Linked DNA regions of Zea mays: regions 2 and 3 are each linked to region 1. Evidence: chromatin contacts called from public Hi-C data. All regions are on one chromosome and are shown on one strand. Each heading gives the region's core, a stretch centred on a gene start, on an enhancer-like site or on the middle of the called end of the contact. The rest is flanking DNA. Distances are from core to core; before and after follow the strand shown.

The links. Hi-C and Micro-C count contacts between places; a contact is called where the count stands out from the background.
Region 2: a contact with region 1 is called in a Hi-C map of ear, with 1.8 times the contacts expected there. The contact joins the promoter of LOC103646883 here to the promoter of LOC103646884 in region 1. A contact is called at or near these places in 3 of 25 Hi-C or Micro-C datasets (ear, leaf and tassel).
Region 3: a contact with region 1 is called in a Hi-C map of leaf mesophyll, with 2.0 times the contacts expected there. The contact joins the promoter of LOC100191384 here to the promoter of LOC103646884 in region 1. A contact is called at or near these places in 6 of 25 Hi-C or Micro-C datasets (ear, endosperm, leaf and 2 more).

What each region holds. Positions count from the first base shown.
Region 1 is chr2:117,148,762-117,153,470 of Zm-B73-REFERENCE-NAM-5.0, forward strand. LOC103646884 reads left to right here and starts at 1,896. Exons shown (of 2, transcript XM_008671512.3): 1 at 1,896-2,217; 2 at 2,286-2,862. The coding sequence starts at 2,018. The coding sequence ends at 2,601. It overlaps LOC103646885 (zinc finger CCCH domain-containing protein 24), which reads right to left. Exons shown (of 14, transcript XM_008671513.3): 14 at 4,116-4,624. The coding sequence ends at 4,381.
Region 2 is chr2:116,905,091-116,909,799 of Zm-B73-REFERENCE-NAM-5.0, forward strand. LOC103646883 (AAA-ATPase ASD, mitochondrial) reads left to right here and starts at 1,973. Exons shown (of 1, transcript XM_008671511.2): 1 at 1,973-3,693. The coding sequence starts at 2,157. The coding sequence ends at 3,566.
Region 3 is chr2:117,320,932-117,325,640 of Zm-B73-REFERENCE-NAM-5.0, forward strand. LOC100191384 reads right to left here and starts at 2,579. Exons shown (of 2, transcript NM_001136818.1): 1 at 2,154-2,579; 2 at 18-1,047. The coding sequence starts at 2,472. The coding sequence ends at 428.

The sequences.
Region 1 (4,709 bases), core at 646-3,145:
TATTCCATCCATAAATATTAAATCTCTATAACAGTCATGCAGCTAGACTCGTTAGAAACATTTTATGAAATATACTACTACTAACTATGCTACACAGTGTAGGTATTTATGCAATACAGTACGCTGCGTAAAAATCAGTTTCCTGCTGCATGTGCACAAATTTAGGATGACAATAATGTGCGTTGAGAGAAAAATAGATTGACATGCATGGAAACAAAAAATCTGATTTAAATGCTTAATTTCCTCCACAAATATATGATCTCTCCAACAACCATGCATCTAGGCTCATTAGAACCAGTTTATGATATACACTGAGGTTAATTATGCTACACGTCGAAGGTATTTATGCACTATGGTGCACTGTGTACAAAATATGTTTCCTATTGCATTCGCATAAATTTAGGATGGCAAGAATTTGAGTTGAAAGGAAATGGAATGGTATGTATGTAAACAAAAATTTGATTTTTCAATGCTTTATTTCGTCCGTAAAATATAATCTCGTCGGGTTCAGAAGCGTCGTCAGCGCTTGCCTGCCCGCCTCAGGAGCGTCGCCGTCGCTCGATCCTGGGGGAGTGCCGCTGCCGGTCGCCCGCCTCGGCGCGCCACCGCCGCTGGCCCCCGGGATCGCCACCACTCGCACGCCCGAGGAAACCGCCGCCGCCGCTCGCTCGCCCGAGGGAACCGCCACCCACACTAAAACCTAATCCCTAGCGACCGGGTGTTTTTATAGCCGCCCGAACCTGGTGCGGCTGAACCGTTGAGCCAATGCTTCCTCTAGTTATTGGAAGACCAGGGCTCCAAATGTACAAACTATATATATATATATATATATATCTCCCTAGGCTACTGTGTTCAAGGATTTCTGGTCTAATCTCAACATCTGTCGTGGTTAGAGTTTCGACTAGGGGTGTTAGAGCTACTGTGTAATGGGTGGTGATGGTGTCTATGTAATGGGCCTAGGCTCAACTACCTCTATATTAATATACATCTCCCAAACCCAGATTAGGGTTGGAGTTTCCAATCTAACAGCAACGCACATGCATTATACTAGTTTTCTTATAATTATAACTCGTGCTAATACTACGATCCCGGAAAAGGGAGGGGGAGGGCTCGATGGCGGTGACGGTGCAAGGGTAGTTGCCGATAGCGATGCGAGTAAGGGGGAGGGGATGTTGGGGTCAGGGGGAGGTCCAATGACGCGAGGGAGGGACCGACGACGGTAGAGCGAGGGGGAGGAGGGGGTGGCGAGGTCGAGGGGGAGGCAGGGAGCGGTGGGATCGCGGGGGAGGGATGAGACATGATTCAAATAATATTGGCCATTGGATTTGAGTAAGGGAGAGAGGGGAGTTATCCAGCGATTTAAACCGTTGATTTTGATGATATGCTAAGTCTTGGTGCCTTTTGTTGAGTGTGTTTTACAAAGTTTAAACTTGTGGATGTAATGGTATAGAAAAAACGGCTTCGGAGAATGTACATGCACAATAAAATACAACGCAAAACGATGATCTCTTTCAGAAGGCATGCATACATATCAAAGAAACAAGATTCCGACTCCATCTGCACTATCATGTATATAGTGGATGCAATGTTGTTCTATGCCTGAGGAGGAACGTGGGGGTTCTCAACATCGCCGGCGGCGGTGGCCATGGCGTGGTGCTGTCACACTCCCATTCCCATGTCTGCAGCTGAAGGCTGACTAGAAGGCAGCGCCGCACGGCCCACCGGTTTGGACATGTATAGATACATGAGAAGGGCAGCGATATAGGCAGCGCAGCAATGCCATCATAGGCCACCTGTCAGTCATATATACACCGTATGCATGTACAGGGCGGGGAGAAATTTAGCATCTCTTCTATTAAAACCTCACCCGGTTTCAAGCGTTGCCCGCACTTCACGCGTTCATCGACCACCGCGTGTACGACACGTGGCCGCGTGAGCCCACACTCTCGGACCCGACTTCTTCCTTTGATTCAGCTGAGCGAGCGCTTGCGTCCGTGTTCCCCACTTCCGCTTACACATGCCTCGCCTCCTCGCAGGCCCTTCAACCCCTCTGCCGCCCATCTACGCCCTTGCCTCCTCCTCACGCGAACCCACTCGCCTCCAGCCTATGGCCAACGAGCAAGCTGCCCCCGCCGCCTCCTACGCTGGAGACGACCGAGGAGCCTCCGCCCTCGCCTCCTCCTTCGTCGCCGCCGCCGGAGGACTTCCGGCAGAAGGGTAAGGTGTTCGTGGGGAACCTGCTGCTGTGGGCGAGGAAGCCTGACATCGCAGAATTCTTCTGCCAGTTCTAGCCGCTGGAGAAGGTGGAGCTGGTGCGGGGCCACGACCATTCCGAGAGCAACATCCGTAGGCCGCTGGTGTCGCCATGCTGGGGAACGACGTCGATCTGCTGCACGCTGGTGCGGCGGTGCTGCCGTCCTCGGCGACTCACCCTGGAGGCCTGGACCGTCGGCTGTCCAGCCGAGCCGCAGCGGTGCGGGTGCAAGGCACGACAGCTGTGAGGCTGAGGCATCGCCGACGAGGACAACAACGTGTCGAGCTCCGAACGGTGCCCGTGCTGCCCTCCCGCCTGTCTTCTCCTGTTTACACTGCAGCAGTTGAAGATAGCTAATCGACAATGCAAGGTCAAGGCCTCTACCGGTTGTAACGGATTGGTAATTAGCATGTATCTGAAACCTCGTTTGCAACCAAAGTTCACTGCTATTTTAGTTTGTCAGCAATATGGGATTGTTTTGGATACAAACTATATAGCTCTAGATAAAATAGTTCCAAATCTTGCTTTTTATATCCAAACACACTAGCTCCATGAAATCTGAAGCACCCAAAAATTCATATTTGGGAGCAAGATCCATGAATTTTCTGGAGCATCAAGAACCTGTGAATTTCTGGACTTCGCCAAAACTATCTGCCAGGCCACTGGGGCGTACCCAGTGCCCTAGGCTTCCCGTACTATGCGGGGTATGGGGAAGGGTATCTTTAAGTGCCAAGGCTTACCCGCATAATATGCAGAGGGTAGGGCTCGAACCTGGGACCTTCCGATTACAGACGGTAGGCTCTACGCCAAGCCTTACCTGCATAATATGCAAAAGTTGGATACTACTCCGTTACTGCCGCTTAAAAAAATCTCAGTCTAACCTCCAAGGCTGCTATCAACTAGAATACCTATTAACTGGTATCCATTGAATATATGTCGTGTGTAACACATTATCGCAGTAATGGAGTCAAGGGTACCTGAAAAGTTAATCTGATGGCACATGCGCCTCATGCTCAGGAATTCAGTAAGTTATGCAATAATTGTTTTTGTCGAAGTGTAAGACTTTATAAGTTAAAAATGATTTTAATATACTTCGTTATTTCAACAACAATAACAACGAAACCTTTTAGTCCCAAACAAATTGTGGTGGGCTAGAATTAAAACCCAACAAAACTCACAAGCAATATTTTTGGTTATTTATGAAATAAAATAAGTGCCAGGATCACCAAAAAGTTATTTATGCAGTTCTCTGTTGGTGACACGATTCCTCTCCTACTATTTAACCGAGCTTTGAAAAATTGAACCAATAGGACATGAGTTGCAACCCTACAAAAGTACTAAATGTGGCTTTAGTAGATGTAGCGCCTTAATTTGACAATTCAGTGGGGTCATCTCCAGTTAAGAATCATGTTGTTCCCCTTCTTTCTTAAGAACAATTGGTGAAGCGGGAATAATGTGGTTAAGTCTGTTTTGCATCTTTTTGAACTCTAACACACAAGAGAATGAATATTCAGGAAGAGGAAAACTTCAATTTCCTGAGCATCACTAACATATTTCTTGTCTGACACGATGCTCTATTTCTGTAAATACATTTCTATTAGGATTTGCAAAGATACCTCTGAACAACCTGATCTTGCAACTCCGGTCTCTCCCCAGTTTTTCCATAGTGTAGGTGGCTGGTACAAAGCGTCCGATAGGACGCTGCCTATTTCTAGTAGCAGATACAAATGCTAGCACGGTTGGGCCAACACTAGCTCTCATGCACGGTTTTCTTCCCTGACTAGGATGTCACTCCAGGTTGGACCATCGATATAAAAGCTGAGCCAGGTATGGCTACTAGCACACATTTTACGTACACGAATTAGTCCTACTATGCCATCCATTTAACACGAAAAAGAAATACATACCAGTGATTAAGTGTAGCCGAACAGAAGGCAAATCCGAAAGAGTAACCACCAACACCAACCGTCATGGCCTCTCAATCGAATAGATGTTACTAAGTTACAACATATGGATGGGCCAAGGTGAGGAGGAAAAACAGATATGGTCCTCGACACAAAGGTCAAAAATCTCTTAACAAGAATCTGAGGCACGCCAGCTGCGTCCAATTGGTAGACACACTTCCTTCACCTCTCAAAAAGCATAACCATCTCGCAATGCGGTGTGTGAGGGAACAGATCGACAGCCATTGCCCTCTTGGGGATAAAAGGTTCAGAGTTGGGCATCGACTTCGTCCTCTGCCGAGCGAGACCCGCGCTGCTCATAGACCGCCACCCTCGGTTGCCTTTGTTCTTCTCTTGTTTCTCGGGTGTTGGTGTGCAAAGCTCGATCCCGTTGGCGACTAGACTGTCAGGGTTGCAGGAAATGTACCTGTGGTACAAGAAAAGAAAAACAAGCAGTGAGTGAGCTTCACAGCTGTAACTGACTAATCCATGACACTGTTGTATGTTTGTTT
Region 2 (4,709 bases), core at 723-3,222, 240 kb before region 1:
AACTAATAATATAATAGTACCACATAAGAAATTAATGCCACAAATACAATATGCCCCTAATCCCTAAACCACATATACCACTAATATATTAATGAAATCAAACTAAACAATAATACTAATCACACACACTAATCAAACAAACACAATTTCAAATATATACTAATTTCGGCGACAATTAAATAACGGCCACCGAAAATATGGAATAAAATACGCAAAAAATAATTTAACCTCTTGGTGGGGGAGGAGCGGGGGCGGCGCCGCGGGACGGCGCGTCCGGCGCGGCTATGCGGCGGGGCGGGTCATCGGGGCTAGTCGGCATGGCCGAGGGAGAGCGGCGGCACGGTGTGGGCCGAGGCCGGTCGGTGGCGGCACGGTGGGCGGTCGACGTGGCCGGGCTCGGTGGCGCGATGGGCCTGGGCAGGGGCGCGACGGAGCGGAGGACGCAGCTCCGCGACAAGAAGACATCAGGAGAAGAATGAAGAAGAAGGTCGGTCGTGCGGTTTAAAACACCTAATTTTCGGTGACCAGGGCTAGGCTACCGAAAATAAGCGTTTATTTTCAGCGGCCTGTTACCATACCGCCGAAAATAGTGTTATTTTCGGCGGCCGGGCCCTGACCGCCGAAAATAACGGCGGCCGCCGAAAATGTTGTACAATGTTGTTGTGATGGTCGAGCGGGCAGCGTGGCGGGGAGGAGCCGATCGTGTTGAAGCAATTGGAGGAGGGCGTGGCTAGGGCTTGAGCACAGGACACCGGGGCAGCAGCCGGACGCACGGCCGAGCGACGAAGCGCCGGCGCCACGTACGGTGGGGCAGGCGGGACGACGCGCCAGTCAGGGGAGGGTCCAGAGCACCGGTCAAGGCCGGGGCGGCTGCTAAGTTGAGTCAAGCGGCCAACGGCGGGCTAGATGGCAAATCGGTGGCGACGGCGTCGGTGTGTGAGAGAGGGTTGAGGTACAGAGAACAAAGGACAAAGGAGACCGACGGAAATTGAAGTGCACGGCCTTCATGTTGGGCTGGCATGAGCCTGTTTTATATCGTGTCAGGCTAAATCTTAGCACTATAAAAAGTGTTGTGTCTCGTTCCAACCTGCTAGGCAGAACCCATCTGGCCATCGAGAAATGCAAGATGAAGCCCTAGCTTGCTTGGCGCTGCGCCCACGCCTGCGGAGCGCCGACCATCCCATTGCCGACGGTTGGGTGTCTTTCTCGGTGATTGCTGCGATGACACGCTTGCATGACCGTCGTTGCCCCCTCCTCCCTCACTTAGTTCGGGCCGGCGAGCCTTGTGTGCTGCAGTGCATTGTAAGCAGCCCCTGTTGATGTAACCTTATTCCTGTGACTGGCTCACACATATGTTCTGATAAAGAACCCCCTAACCCTTCCGTTGACAGTCAAAAAAAACTTACCCTTCTTTGTGTAGTAGTATAAAATTTAGAGCATGTTTGGTTAGTCTAGGGACTAAAGTTTAGTTAGGATACTAAAGTTTAGTCCCTACATGTTTAGTTCAAAAGACTAAAAGTATATTCAAAAAACATTAAATGAATCATAAGAGGACTAAAATATCCTTTAGTATTTTCCCACAATTAGTTCAACTGAAATAAAAAAGGGACAAAAGGTGAAATTAATATAATTTAGTCTCTTTTAGTCACTCCTTGAGAGATTTAGTCCCTTTTAGTCACCCCTTGAGGGACTAAAGATTTAAACAGTTTAATCCATGGTTTAGTCCCACTATTTAGCAATTTAGTAACTAAATAAGACTAAAATATAGTCGCTCAAACCAAACATGGACTTACTTATCCATAGTAGTGCCACTGCAATGGACACCATCCGATTCCTCTTGTCGGCTGCGGCGTGCCCAAGCTCATCGATCTAATCTATCTAACAATCATAGTATGATGCATGCATCGGTTCTTGATTTATATTTAACACGACTGCCCTAGACAGCTGGCATGTGAAGAGTTCACATGCATCATATCGTGTAGTGTAGTGTAATGTACACACACTGCCCCTGCTGTGTGCCTAGGCCCTAGCCCTAGCCCCTAGGGTAGGGTTGTGTTGTGTATATATCCAACAGTGAAATGGAAGCTACAAGCCAGAGGTCTAGCTAAACGCTAGTTAGCTAGCTAGCAGCAAGCCAACCAACCTGTCCATGCACCATGCCGTCCAAGGAATTCTGGGCAGGAATTGGATCAGTTCTGGCCTTCATACTCGCCCTCTTCTCCATGGCCCTGAACCACGAAAACATCACCCTGTGGATGAACAAGGTCAAAGCCTTCTTGAGCCCATACATCCAAATCACCATCCCTGAGTACGGTGCCGAGCATCTTGAACGCAGCGACTTCTTCGTTGCGATCGAGGCCTACCTCTCCCTGTACTGTGCCGCTGACGTGCGCAAGCTGAAGGCCGAGCTCGGCAGCCACAGGAAGATACCCCTGTTCTACGTCGACGACGGACAGCAGATCATCGACACCTTCGGCGGCGGCGGCCGCGGTGGCCGCGGCCGCACGGCCACGGTCTGGTGGCACGCGTACAAGGAGACGCCAAAGGGCAGCGTCAGCGTCGTCTGCCAGCCCGGTGAAGAGGAGCGCCGCTTCTACCGAGTTTCCTTCCATCGCAGGTTCCGCAAAACTGTCCTGGACGAGTATCTGCCCCACGTCATCGAACGGGGCCGCGACGTCATCGCCAAGAACCGGCAGCGCCGCCTCTTCACCAACAACCCAAACAACGGCTGGAGCCACGTGGCGTTCCAGCACCCGGCCACCTTCGACACGCTCGCCATGGACCCGACGCTGAAGCGGGCCATCCTCGAGGACCTCGACGCCTTCAGGAAGAGGAAGGAGTATTACGCCAGGGTCGGCAAGCCATGGAAGCGTGGGTACCTGCTGTTCGGGCCCCCGGGCACCGGCAAGTCCACCATGATCTCCGCCATGGCCAACTACATGGACTACGACGTCTACGACCTGGAGCTCACGGCGGTCAAGAGCAACAACGACCTGCGGAGGCTCTTCACCAAGACGGCAGGGAAGTCCATCATCGTCATCGAGGACATCGACTGCTCCGTCGACCTCACCGGCAAGCGCAGGGGCAAGAAGCAGCAGCAGGCACGGAGCAGTGACGGAGCCGAGCCTGAGCTGTCCCCAACGATGGAGGAAGCCGCCGGCGCCGCCGAGAGTGCAGACGGCAGCCAGCAGCTGACGCTCTCCGGCGTGCTCAACTTCATCGACGGCCTGTGGTCGGCGTGCGGCGGCGAGCGCATCATCGTCTTCACCACCAACCACAAGGACAAGCTGGACCCGGCGCTCATCCGGCGAGGCAGGATGGACATGCACATCGAGATGTCCTACTGTACCTACGAGGCCTTCAAGGTGCTGGCAAACAACTACCTCGAGATCGACGACCACCAGCTGTTCGAGCGCTTCGGCAAGGTACAGCAGCTACTGGAGGTGACCAAAATGTCTCCGGCGGACGTCGCGGAGCACCTAATGCGCACGCCGGATGATGCTAGCGCGTGTTTGGAGGGTCTCATGCTGGCTCTCAAGGAGAAAGCGGATGCAGCCAACAGGTAGATGGACAAATCCATGGACAAGGAGGAGACAGTCGTCAAATAATAATCCATAGACATGCATGCTTATAATTTGTCTGTTTAGAGCTACAACAGTACCTCAAACTCGTGTTTAAAATTGAAACTAGTCAGTTGTCCGTGTGTTGCGATGGCTCACAACAATAACTACGTAAACTATCCACCAAAAATATCTTAAGATAGCGAACCAGGTGGTGGCAACTGAGGCGAGGACAGTCATTATCGTGCGGAGGTATAGATAGATAAATGAGCCGTTTCTGGCGGGCTGGTCCGGGACATGGACCATTTAATAGTGTCTCGGTCAGCCCGATACGAGCGTCGTACCGTGCTTGGACCGTAGCCTCAGCCCGTAGTGCCGTAGTGCTGGCCCAACCCGACATGATTATATTTTTTATTTTATAAAAAATCGTATATACATATGTATAATTTATATTTAATATTAAAAACATTTGACCATTATGTTTTACTGGTTAGACGGCTTCATTCAGTGTCTCCCGTCTCTCTTCCATCAGGGCTTGGGTTCGAACCCCATCCTGCACCACTTTTTTAACATTTACGCTAATTTAACCAAATGATCCGACTGGCTAACGAGCCGGATGTGGAAGTTGTGTGCATGGAGGGGTGCAGCAGGTTAATTTGAGATATATGTGAGGTGTTATTTGTAAAAATATGACGCGTGACGACCGTTGAAACTGGTGCTTTAATATAGTAAAGATATGAGGCTATGCAATAAAAACTATTTCAATAGTGTCTCATTTCATAAAATTTTAGTGTCTCATTTCATAAAATTTGGTCAAAAAATTATAGAACACCCTCTCCATTGTTTCAAACATACTACACTGTAGTGTGCTGTCCTATAATCTCTACTACTCTATAAGAACTTAACATAGATCATGGTGCATAGTTCTGCCCACACCGCCCACGGTTCTCCCCTCTCTGCCTTCTGGGCCCCCTATCCCAGGCCACACCCCTAGTGCTCCCCTCTCCACCCCCCGACTGCTCCCAGGCCACGACCCCTCCCCCAGTGCTCCCCGCCTCCGCCTCCCAAGAATCCTCATGCATGCCCCTAGTGCTCCCTTCTATACCCCCCGACTGCTCCCAGGCCACGCCCCTCCCCCAGTGCTCCCTG
Region 3 (4,709 bases), core at 1,329-3,828, 170 kb after region 1:
CTTAGCAGACTCTAATTGCCATCACGCAAAAGATCTGTGCGCTTTTTATTATGTGCCTAGCTCACTTTGGATGCTCACGTTATACATATATGCACCAACAAAGAAAGAAAAGCGCAGCATCTATCTCCAGCTGACCTTTGGCACAAGATTTGCACCCTTCTTTTTTTTTCCTTCAACAGAATCTCCACCAAACTTTCTATGCAATCCAAGACGAAACAGGCACTGGTCGTTAATGCACCAGCAGAAAACGCTGACATGCTACGCAACCTTTGCAACTTTCCCTTCTCCAAAGTTCTGCTTCTCTTTTTTTTAAAAAAAAACAAAGCCTACAAAGTTGTAATGAAGAGGTGCTTCCAAAGATCTATTGCAAACGATGGCAAAAACAAACATCAACCTGTCGTCGTAGCTATGCATACATAAAAAAAGCCTACTTCTCTTTATCAGAAACCTCATTGAAAGACATGTCAAGGTATTCTGCTAGGCTCAATCCTGGCGTCGGTTTAATTTGCCCTTGAGCAGGCGGCGTTTCCTTCTTTTTTCGCAGCGATTCTGGGAGCCAGGACTTGTTGGAGTCATACTCACCCCTAGGTATCAGTATGTTGCCGACACCAGGTTGCAGGTCCAGCCAAGGGTCATCAAGCATTGACTTGTTGAAGTAACTCCGGCCATGGCAGCCAACCCTCCCACCTCTCCCCCTTGATCCTGGGCTGCCAAAGTAGTTGGGCCCCCTGCCACGTCCATAAGATGAATATGGGCCACCTCTTGGTCCATAGTTCATTGGGCTGCCACCCCGGCTGGGATTCGGGTGTCTGAACCCAAAGTTTGGTGGATTTGAATAAGAACCTCGGCCTCCAGGACCAGAATGTGAGCCCCAAGGACGTGGAGCGCTGGGAGGACCTCCTTGGTATCCTGACATTGGATCCTGGAACTGCATAGGGCTTTGCCATGGACTGCTCCTTGCCGCATCTTGTGGCATCGGGGATGTTGAGTGAACTTGCCATGATGTAGGCTGCTGGTGTGGACGGTGATAGTCGCTGCCATAGTTCCCTGGTCGAGAGTTAGACACATGGTCAGGATGACATTCCACGGTAGTTATGACATCACAGATGGCACTGGAAATGAATTGGTAAGTTAAGCATGCAGCAAACAGAAGAACATGGTCAGGGTGATAGTTAGACTTCAAATCACTAACCCAAAATGTATACTCCGAGCTTCTTCGATCAATCATATTCATCATTAACCAGTTAGAAACTAGCTTGTATGCCACCACTGTAAGGCTGTTTTCTTAACTGTGACATATAATTCTCACTGGCATCCTTGTTTCTCTCGTTGGTTAACCAAATTCCAGGTTCCAGCTACTGAAGTCAAAAGCTGAATGCAAGCGTATGTCAAGATCCCTATAATCTTACAAATATATCACTAAACTGGAATCCTAGAATATCATTCTTTGTCTATGGAGAACTATATACCACATCCTTTTTATGACATTGCTACCTAACCATGTACTTCCTGACAATCAAATCGTACATATACTAATAACCAAAAAGCACAAAGGAAAAGTCACAAGCTGATCTGATCGTCTTAAACATGCAGCATCAGCATATTGGAAATTCGATATATCAACGGATGCTTAGATTTAACTAAGAGACATCACAGAGTAGCTTTAGAACAGAAGCAAGCCTTTTCCAATTCAACTGTAACACTCATCTGAATGCAGCTCCATTCGAGAAAAACTATGTACGTACCATTCTAATAGAACACATAGAAATCCTTATGGCGTTAGGCACAAGCTCGACCACTGCCAGCATAACACACAGGCCAAATGCCTAGCTATGGAAGAGAAGAACACTATTAAGCTGCATTATCTTTTTCCTTTCTCTGCCTACAGGATGATGCCTGTTTTACAATTGCAGCACAGATGGTTCTGTTAAGGTTTAGATCCAATTGAAATTGAGTATGGCGAGGTGTAGTTAGGGACTTAGGGCTGCCTATTACAATACTAGAAAACATAAAGAGGGTTTTGTTAAGATTTAGATTCAATTACAAATATGGCGAGACTGAATTGCGCAGCATATGCAACCCTAATCCGACATTAGTGGGTAGCGAGGGGAAGAGTAGCATAAGCTAGTAGGTGCTTGTAGGGTAGTACGGACCGTAAGCCGGCGGAGGCGGAGGCGGGGCGTAGCAGGCGGGAGGGCTCTTGCGCTTGTGGGACCAGGTGGGATTTGTGGCACCTCCTGAGGAGGAAGTGAAGGCGGCGGCGGGGTTGGTGTAGTAGTCGAACCGCTGGGGCGGGGTCGGGCACACGGATGCGGCCTCGTCTCCCGGGAGGTCAGGGTCCGGGAGGATGCTCCCCGCGGCCGTCGGCGGAGGAGCCCCTGCCGGAGACGCGTTTGCGGCGGAGCGGAGGGCGAGCAGGCGCTCCCGGCGCTTGTAGGAGGACTCCTCCGCTTCGTGCTCGCCGCCGTCCATGTCGATTCTGATCGAATCGCTCCCTCGCTCCCTGTCGCTGGCTGAGGTGGCGTGGTCTGCGGTCCGCTGCTGCTGCGGGCGACGCTGCGATGCGAACTCGCCCTTTGGAAAGAGGAGGAGCGGACGCGACTCGCGAGCACGTAGTGGAAGAGGGGAACGGACGGGGAGTCGCGCACAGAGATGGGCTGATGGCAGACTCCGAACTGATTGGTCAGCCCACCAGCCCATGTAACAACACTTTTTTTTTTCTAATTTCTCTCACCCTTTCCACTCTTCGACGCATATATAGTTCATACGATTTATTTTTAGATTTTATTTAGCATTAAAGGTTTTAATATACTTGATTTTTACAATCGAAGACGCCTATACTTTTACTAGTACGATGTCCGTACGTTGCAATGGCACTTAAATTATTTTAAGAAATGTTAGAGCATAACGATTACATGAAAATTAAATATTCAGGTTAGACACTCGACGACATCTAGGTATCGACTATAATAATAAACAACTGAAAATCTAATTGCTCGAGCGTTAAAAAAAGTAAGATACAAATATTCAGTGAGATATTTTTGTATATTGTAAGACCACTGTCCTAGTTCTCTCAAAAGACTTCAATGGCTCTTGACTACCTTCATTCAATGCCCTTTGCCAACCTTCTTTCGAAGCTATTTAAATGAGTTAATGCCATGTTAAACCTTTTTTAAGACAAATATATTTTGATGGATGAGCATACCTGTCGGAGAGGAAATTCTCCGGCCGGGTGGCAGAACACCCGCCCTAAATCTTAAGATGAGGAGGGGCCTAAGCGTTTTGCCTTTCTACTATGCGATGAACGAACACAAGAACACACAAGGGTTTAGAGTGGTTCGGGCCGCCGGAGCATAATACCCTCCTCCACTGTGTGATGTATTGAGCTTGAGAGCTTGTATGAACTTGTGAGCCTGAGCTGGACCTAAGTGTGTCTGAGTCTACCTTGTAACGTCGTGTGTCCTCCCTTTTATAGCTCAAGGGGGGCACGTACAAGGATACTGAGCCCCGACATGCGGGCCCAGGGACATAACGGATGTAATACTTGGAACAACTAATGCTGGTCGTCAGTGCAATCTCCTTATGCCCTAATATCTGCGGTTTGCGTAGCATTGGCGTGCAGCGGAAGCTTCCCTGGTAATGTACGAGTGATGATGAGCACAATGCACTCCGCAGCACGGGCGTACTGCCTGCCAACGGAATGGACAGATACGCCGCATGCGGGACGGCCTGGTCGCCGCCTGACAGCGGAGTAGACAGGGCACATTAAATGCCGAGGTGGCACATCCCTGCAAGCGGAATGGACATGACTCATTAAATGTTGAGGCGGCACATCGCTTGTCAGCGGGACGGACAGGCGACGCGCCTTATCCGCAATAAATGCAGGGGTCGCGTAACCCGAAGGCCTTACGTCAGGCTCCGCCCGCCGGCTTACGTCACGCGCAGTAGGCCATGTGGCAGCATCGGGCCTCCACCTGGGCGGGGAGCAGTGGCGCAAGTGGACAGGTCCGCACCAGACTGGGTCCGGATACGTGTCGTCACCGGACCCCCGCTTGGGTCCTGTCCAAGGTCCGTGCATGTTCTGTTCCTGGGACCTTGCTGTGCGTGGCCCGGACCCTGTACAAGGGGGGTCCGGGGCCCGTCCCAGGGGTCTAGACACGCCCGTGGAGGTTCTGGACCTTACTCGGAGGTCTGGTCTGTACGTACGGGGGTCTGGCACTTCCCCATGGGGGTCCGGACCCACTGTTGATACCTTGGAGTATATCGTATTTTCTGGCCGCGTGGTGACCCTGGAGTCGACCACGTGGTGGGGTCGGGCGCTGTTTACCACGTGACTAGAGGTAGTCGCATGGGCACCGCGCCTTCACACTGTAGCAAGGGGTACCCCTGTTTCAGGGTACCGATAGTGGCCCCCGGGCCCACCTCAGGGGAGGATGCGAGCCTGCAGGTGGGGCCAACACTTGTACTTCGCGTCAACGTGGCATGACTGGTGACTGGGGCGCCTCTTCTGCGAGCGCTGCATTAACTCAATGCATCTGGTGACGTATGCACTGTCAGTTCGCCCTCGGTCACATCGACTGCCACATCTGTCCCCGCAGCTGACTGACCCACGGCCCCACATCTGGCGGTTCCATCGGGTCATGCGCGGGGCGCCTTGTTACCACCGCCTCGGTTAGAAAAATATCTTCCTGCAGTAGCCCCGAAGCGGC